2 separate regions of the Anas platyrhynchos genome follow, and region 2 is linked to region 1. Evidence: chromatin contacts called from public Hi-C data. All regions are on one chromosome and are shown on one strand. The core of a region is the stretch at or near the end of the contact, and the rest is flanking DNA. Distances in the headings are between cores, read along the strand shown.

The links. Hi-C and Micro-C count contacts between places; a contact is called where the count stands out from the background.
Region 2: a Hi-C map of F5 follicle shows a contact between it and region 1, with 3 times the contacts expected there. The contact joins two enhancer-like sites. A contact is called at or near these places in 5 of 8 Hi-C or Micro-C datasets (F1 follicle, F5 follicle, liver and 2 more).

Annotation. Positions count from the first base shown.
Region 1 is chr11:15,388,950-15,391,935 of IASCAAS_PekinDuck_T2T, reverse strand. All of the region lies in intron 2 of SH3GL3 (SH3 domain containing GRB2 like 3, endophilin A3), which reads right to left. Among named protein-coding and RNA genes, the nearest start is that of SH3GL3, 13 kb to the right of the region's middle. Within about 2 kb of position 1,480, at least 5 of the 8 cell types and tissues checked have an H3K27ac peak or open chromatin away from gene starts, as enhancers often do. A contact at or near this core is called in F1 follicle and F5 follicle, where this site is marked.
Region 2 is chr11:15,424,972-15,428,058 of IASCAAS_PekinDuck_T2T, reverse strand. It overlaps SH3GL3 (SH3 domain containing GRB2 like 3, endophilin A3), which reads right to left. Exons shown (of 10, transcript XM_072043449.1): 7 at 1,783-1,941. Among named protein-coding and RNA genes, the nearest start is that of ADAMTSL3, 37 kb to the left of the region's middle. Within about 2 kb of position 1,563, at least 3 of the 8 cell types and tissues checked have an H3K27ac peak or open chromatin away from gene starts, as enhancers often do. A contact at or near this core is called in F1 follicle and F5 follicle, where this site is marked.

The DNA of each region.
Region 1 (2,986 bases), core at 231-2,730:
CCTATTCTTCAGCAATACTTTGTTCTGGAACTGCAGCTATATTGTGCTGCAGTCTGTTGAGAATATATACAACTTTCTCATATTAATAGGAAGAAGACTGAGGTTTTATCAGCCAGATTCTGCTGTCAGTTATGCTGCATATGCCTATGTAAGAGACACTACACTGAGTCAGCCTAGATTTTTATCAGCATATAAAGCAGAATTTGTCCTCCTGGATGTATATTACAGAGGCTGTCCTGAATTCTATATCAGAATGCAACTTTGTGGTAGAAATGTATCTGCTTAGGATATTTAAGCAACTTGGAGTAACACTTAGCAAATGATACTGAAGAAAATCTTAATGCAATGCAATTGCTGTGCTTCTCTTGTCTGTTTGTTTTTCAGCATTGCAGGATTCTCAAGAGACTGCACTGCAACGTATTACCCAGCGTGTGCCGCAGTGACTCAGGCAACAGCAGGAGTTAAGGATGGAGTGCCAGCTCAGCTCCAGCTTGCAGGATGCCTGTGTCAAACTCTTCAGCAAAGCCAAGAATCTATAAAAGGAGATGCGTTCAAGGAGAAAGTTCAGCTTCCATTCCATCATGCTGCACTGTTTGCTATTGCAAGGCTATTCAGATTTCCACAAATAAATACGTTATGCGTAAAATATAACTAACGTCCTCCCAAATTGTAGCTGCATCACTCTTAGATTCCCAGGTGCAGCAAAGATGATCCATATAAATGTATTTGCTAACTTCTATGCTGGCTGGGTACTGAAACTCTCAAAGTTTCTTTTTAATACAGTTATGCTTTACTGGTAGGCAAGTTACAAATATAATTGTAAATATAACCATAAACCTACATCTTGAGAGCTAGTTTCTCCCTCATCCCAGATTTCTGAGACATATTATTAATATGGAAAAACAGTGTCAAGCCATGATGAACTGTCTTCGTATTTCCTACCTATTAGCCAGATACTCTGGTCCTGGGAAACAAACTTCATTTTCAGCAGGGTTGGCTGCACAACCCAAAGTCAGCTATGGAAACCAAAAGTGAGCCACCCCTAGAACTGCCAAAGGAAGAGGGGTGAAGTACAGGTTACTGTCCCCTTAGTACATGCCTTCCCCCTGCCACATACAAATGACAGCTGATCTTTGCCACAGAGGCATGTTTCCCCCCAACATCAGGTTAATAGTTTTGATTCGAAATAATATGTAATGCAAGGACTTCTCCTTCTGCAGGAACAAAGCTCTCCAGCAAAAAGATACAAACCAATCAACCGACCAACAACAAAAACACCTCAACAAATACTCTATGTACCAACAAGCCTTCAGAGCTTTACGTAGAGTCTCAGCTTCTTCTCTCATCATCTGAGGAATTAAAGATGAGCAGTGTATCATCTACCGCATAGTTTTATAATGACTGGGTTACAGAACAGGAGCATCCAGCCACAACACAGATAAAGATGAACAATACTGACCAACTTGATATCTATATGTACATAAAGGAATGGGTTTTGTTTTTGTTTTTTTGTCCTTGACAGTGGCTGAAGGTTTATTCTTCTTTCTGAACCATGTGCAAGAATTATAATTATCCATTTCAAAACATCTCAGACAATAAACAAAATGTTAACGTCCTTTTCCCTGCTGCCCTACCACCATAATTCTAACAGTTTTACCAAAGGGTACCTCAAATTATTTAATAAAAGCTAGGAACAGCTCTCTCTGCTGAGGTCTTGGACTCATCATGCCCATTTCAGGTTGGATGTGAAAGAACAGTTTCTCTCAGACTCTATGTCGACAACTTCCAGTCCCAGGACACAAACGTGCTAGTCAATAAAGAGTTTCTTTTTGTGTCTTAATGGCAAGTTCAGTTTTATTTTGTACAAAGTTTGTCTCTTCCTCAGTTTACCAAAGTACTTCAAGTTTGTTTGGTAGCAAATGCTTCTGTAAATAAAGTTTGTGTGTATTAATGCGGTCAAAATGGACTTCAAAAATTGTAAATATTATGTCTGGGCTAGTATCATAACATTACAGAAAGCAAAAATAGTCAGGAAAACTAAACAAAACAACAACAAAAAAAAACAACTAGCAAGACTATTGCATCAGGGTAACAAGGTCTCAGATGTGATCTGGTTTTCAGTCCAAATGCCACATAAATCACTGGAGTGATTTATGAGCAGAAATCTGGGATAAAAGGACAAGCATCCTTGTAACTGTTCGTGATAGCCAAAAGCAGGAAAACAAACAAAAACAAACCAAAGAAAACACCACACAATAGAAAAAGGCCTTCAAGAACATTAAAAATAGATGACTACTTGGAAAGACAAACAGAGCATATATTTTCTTGTTCTAAATTAAATCCCTTTCAGAAGACAAAAAAAAAAAAAAAAAAAAAAAAAAAGTTGTAACAACTACGTTTTGCCTAGGAAATCTGTTCATCTCTATGCTTATCTATAGACAGTACAATCAGCTCCTGAACAGCACTACCTTATCCTTCTTCACTGACAGGAACAGGTTTAAGAAACCAATCTGCATTGACTAACAATCCCTGCTCAGGCTTATATTACAAATAAGGTATTTGCAGTAACAGGCAGTCACATTTCTTACAGAAGTATTAATTTTTAGTATCTCTGAGAAGCTAAGCTGGAGTTGTTGATACTGAGACTGCAGCTATACAGAGACTTTTTGCACAACTAATTATTTAAAATAATAAAAAAAAAAAGCATTCATAGTCAACAGATTTCCGACACCAGCATCATGGCTGAGCTTCCAAAACACCCCAGGGGAAGGAGGTTCTCAACCCACTAGCCTCTGACTACTTGGAAAAAAATCACGTATCATCACACTGAGATACCAGCCGGGCTGTAGTTTAAGAGCACAGCACAAACAATAATAGCAGCTGCTGACTATTAAGAATTTTTTATTCACTCTCTACACTTACTGTTTTTCTACACAGGAAAATCACACTAAAAATACTCCTAGTACGCATCAGAAGATGCCGTCCT
Region 2 (3,087 bases), core at 314-2,813, 36 kb before region 1:
AGTGCATAGAAAAGTGTCTGTGTGGGAGGTCTGGAACTAGCTGTGCAAAAAAAAAAAAAAAAAAAAAAATAGAAAGAGATGTGGATCAGGACTGAGTCTGGGTGAGGCACCTGGCAAGATGGCTGGGGACCAGAGCATTGAGATTGCAGGGCAAGAAGGCCAAGAAAGGGAGACATATGGAGAATTGGGAAGGACAGGAAGGAAGTGACTGCAATTACTATCTATGCAAATCTGGTGAGAAAGACTCAGCTTAGACAAGAAGGCTGTAATGAGAAGTTTGAGGACAGGAGAGAAATTGGGTCAGCATGGCAAATGGAAGAGAAACAGCACAGTTTTCTTTAAACAGAAACAATAGAAAGAGGAGAAAGACATCAAAGGGACAACCACTTCACCTCCCTCCCAAAGGCAGAATCAGTTATACTAGTCAGTTGTTCCTGATCTTGTGGCTTAGGTAAGTCACTATTCCATACACTGCTTCATCTTTGCTTTGGTGCTTTGGCTAATGATAAATGTCTGAAACATTTCTCAGCTGCTTATGCAAAGAAGAACTATAAAATGCATACACCACAGCTGGCCAACTGGTAGAGTCTACCATGGAAGAGCGTGCTGAAATTGTTGATAGAAGATGTTAATTTTTTGCAGCCTTAATATAACTTGTTCTGGTATAACAGCAAGGGGTTATGGACTTATGCACTGCTGTAATGAATGTGTCCCACTCACAAGCAGTTTAAGAGCTACTGGCTAGTTTGTAGCTGGCCATTACACAGGTAGTCAGAGACAGAAGTTGTCTGCAGGTAAATGGTCCCACTTAACAGCTCCCCCTTTCTGCAGTTTGCTCCCAGGAGACAGCACATTTCTTGCTTTTTAAGCATGGTTTCTGTGATAACGTATCTACAGAACAGAAAGTTTTGGAATAGACCCTGTCTTCCTATTTCTGTTTTAACTTGACTGGGGCTAATACTGTCTAACAGAGAAATCTCTGCAAAACCAAGTAATTTCTTTTGTCTTTCATATTCCAAATAATAAAACAAACAAAAAACCTGACACCCACTCGTAAGAAAGAAACTAATATTGTGTGTCCTACTTACAGATAGCAAAATGTCCTTTTAAGCACCCTTCCACCTCTCTTTTCATATAATTCTATGACTATATGGGATAGCACATCCTGCTATTCTGCTGTATAAGCACTGAAGAAAGGATTATCACAAATCACCACAGTTGCTCATTTTTAAGACATAATTTCATGGTGGACTTCAAATCTGAGCCAATGTCCAAGTACTTCAGCATAACCCACATAAGCTCTATGCAGCAATATTTACAGCCAAGCTATAGTTGTGATTTTTAGAGCCAAAATTATCCAGATCCTTCAAAGCAGCAGCAAAGTTTTGTGTGTTAAGTGAGCTGCTCCTGCACTCAGTGCTCTTAGCACTGGGTACATATCTCTTGCTCATGCTTTAAGCAGCTGGTCTGCGACTGGCTTCTCCTTCCTCCTGATCTCCCTGTATTCTGCTCTCAGGCAGTTCATTGCTCATAGATAATAAAGCTACATGAGATGTCTGTGTCAACCTTGTCTGCGCAATTGTATCTCCAGAAGACCTTGCTGAATTCTTGAGTACTCCCATGCACTGCTGTACATAACGTTCCTCTCAGAGACAAGGAAAAAGGTACATTCTCTGCCTTCAGTCCTTGTTGCCTGTGAAGGATGGGTCAAACTTTATCCAACCCCACACACATTTCCCACCTGGATATACTGCAGCAAACAAAAAAGCAGGACAGACTTACATCATTTTCTAAGAAATTGAACATGCTTCTTTCAGCTAGTTCCTTTGACTCTTCAAATTTTTCTACTGCTTGCTTAACTTCTTCATCTGGTATCTTTCCAAGACGTTTCTTTTTATAATCATAATCCAAACGACGACCTTCTAGTTTCTTCAAATGATGCTAAATAAGACAGAACATTTAGGTGGAGGTCCAAATGGGACAGGCCCATACAAACACATAGTGATTTAAGGAAGTTTCAGTTGGATGCAATTACAGGGATATGCAGAATCAAAAGAAATGCCAAGCTCAGAGATTATCCAGTCCATCCCTTTGATCTAAGAAGCATCAGGTACGTCTGGGACTGCATACGTGAATTAAATTTTAAGTTGTGTAGACTTTAAATAGTCATCTGGTAGGACCTGGGGAACTGGCTACCCTGATTTGGTAATTTTAGGCACCTAGATCATGGGATGGAGTTTATTAAATGTGCAACGCCTAACATTGGATCCTGCTTCTAATTTAGAAAATCCAAAAGTGCCCCCTGTGTTCTATACTTAAATTAATTTCACCTCTTGAATTATATGCAATATGACAGCCAACAGTCAGAGTTATTTTCCCTTCTCATTCCATAAGCAGTATTCCAACAAATCTTATGTTCTTGCTTTCTTTGTTAGGTGTCAACCTGACACTTCTAACTGACATCACTATACAAGTTTTTCTGTTGCCAAAAATCATGGGATTGACAGACTTATAGAACGGACTCAAAGTGACAGTACAAAATGCTCATTAAAGCTAACATCAAAAAATTTCTTTTTATCAGTGGAGAAGAATGACAACTGAAAACAATTCTGTATCATAGGAGACAGCTATAGACATCAAGGCATTATTACTAGCTTTTTGCTCTGCTTTCTACATACATGTAAATAAATAAAACAACTTTCTTTTCTGCATTTCATCAGGGAATTAACTTGCTTATTACCCAAGTCTATTGGAATCAGACTCAGACAGAGACTGCCTGGCTTTCTTTTGAATTGTCATTTTGTAAACAAAAGCACTGAAAAACCTAACTTTAAAGGTTAAAATATGTTCCTCAGCATCTTATATTTTTTCCATAGTGGAATATGGCACTCAACATTTTAAGGCACTTTTGAGATCATTCTGTGATTGCCCTGAATAGCTTTCTTCAACAATCACATTCCGCCTCTATAATAAACAGCCTTAGGCTGGCAGAGAGAGGTGGCAAGACAGGATAATCAGTCACAGTAAATCACGGCCCACTCACATGATCAGAACAATTAATAAAAAATGTCAGTTAAAATAAAGGAA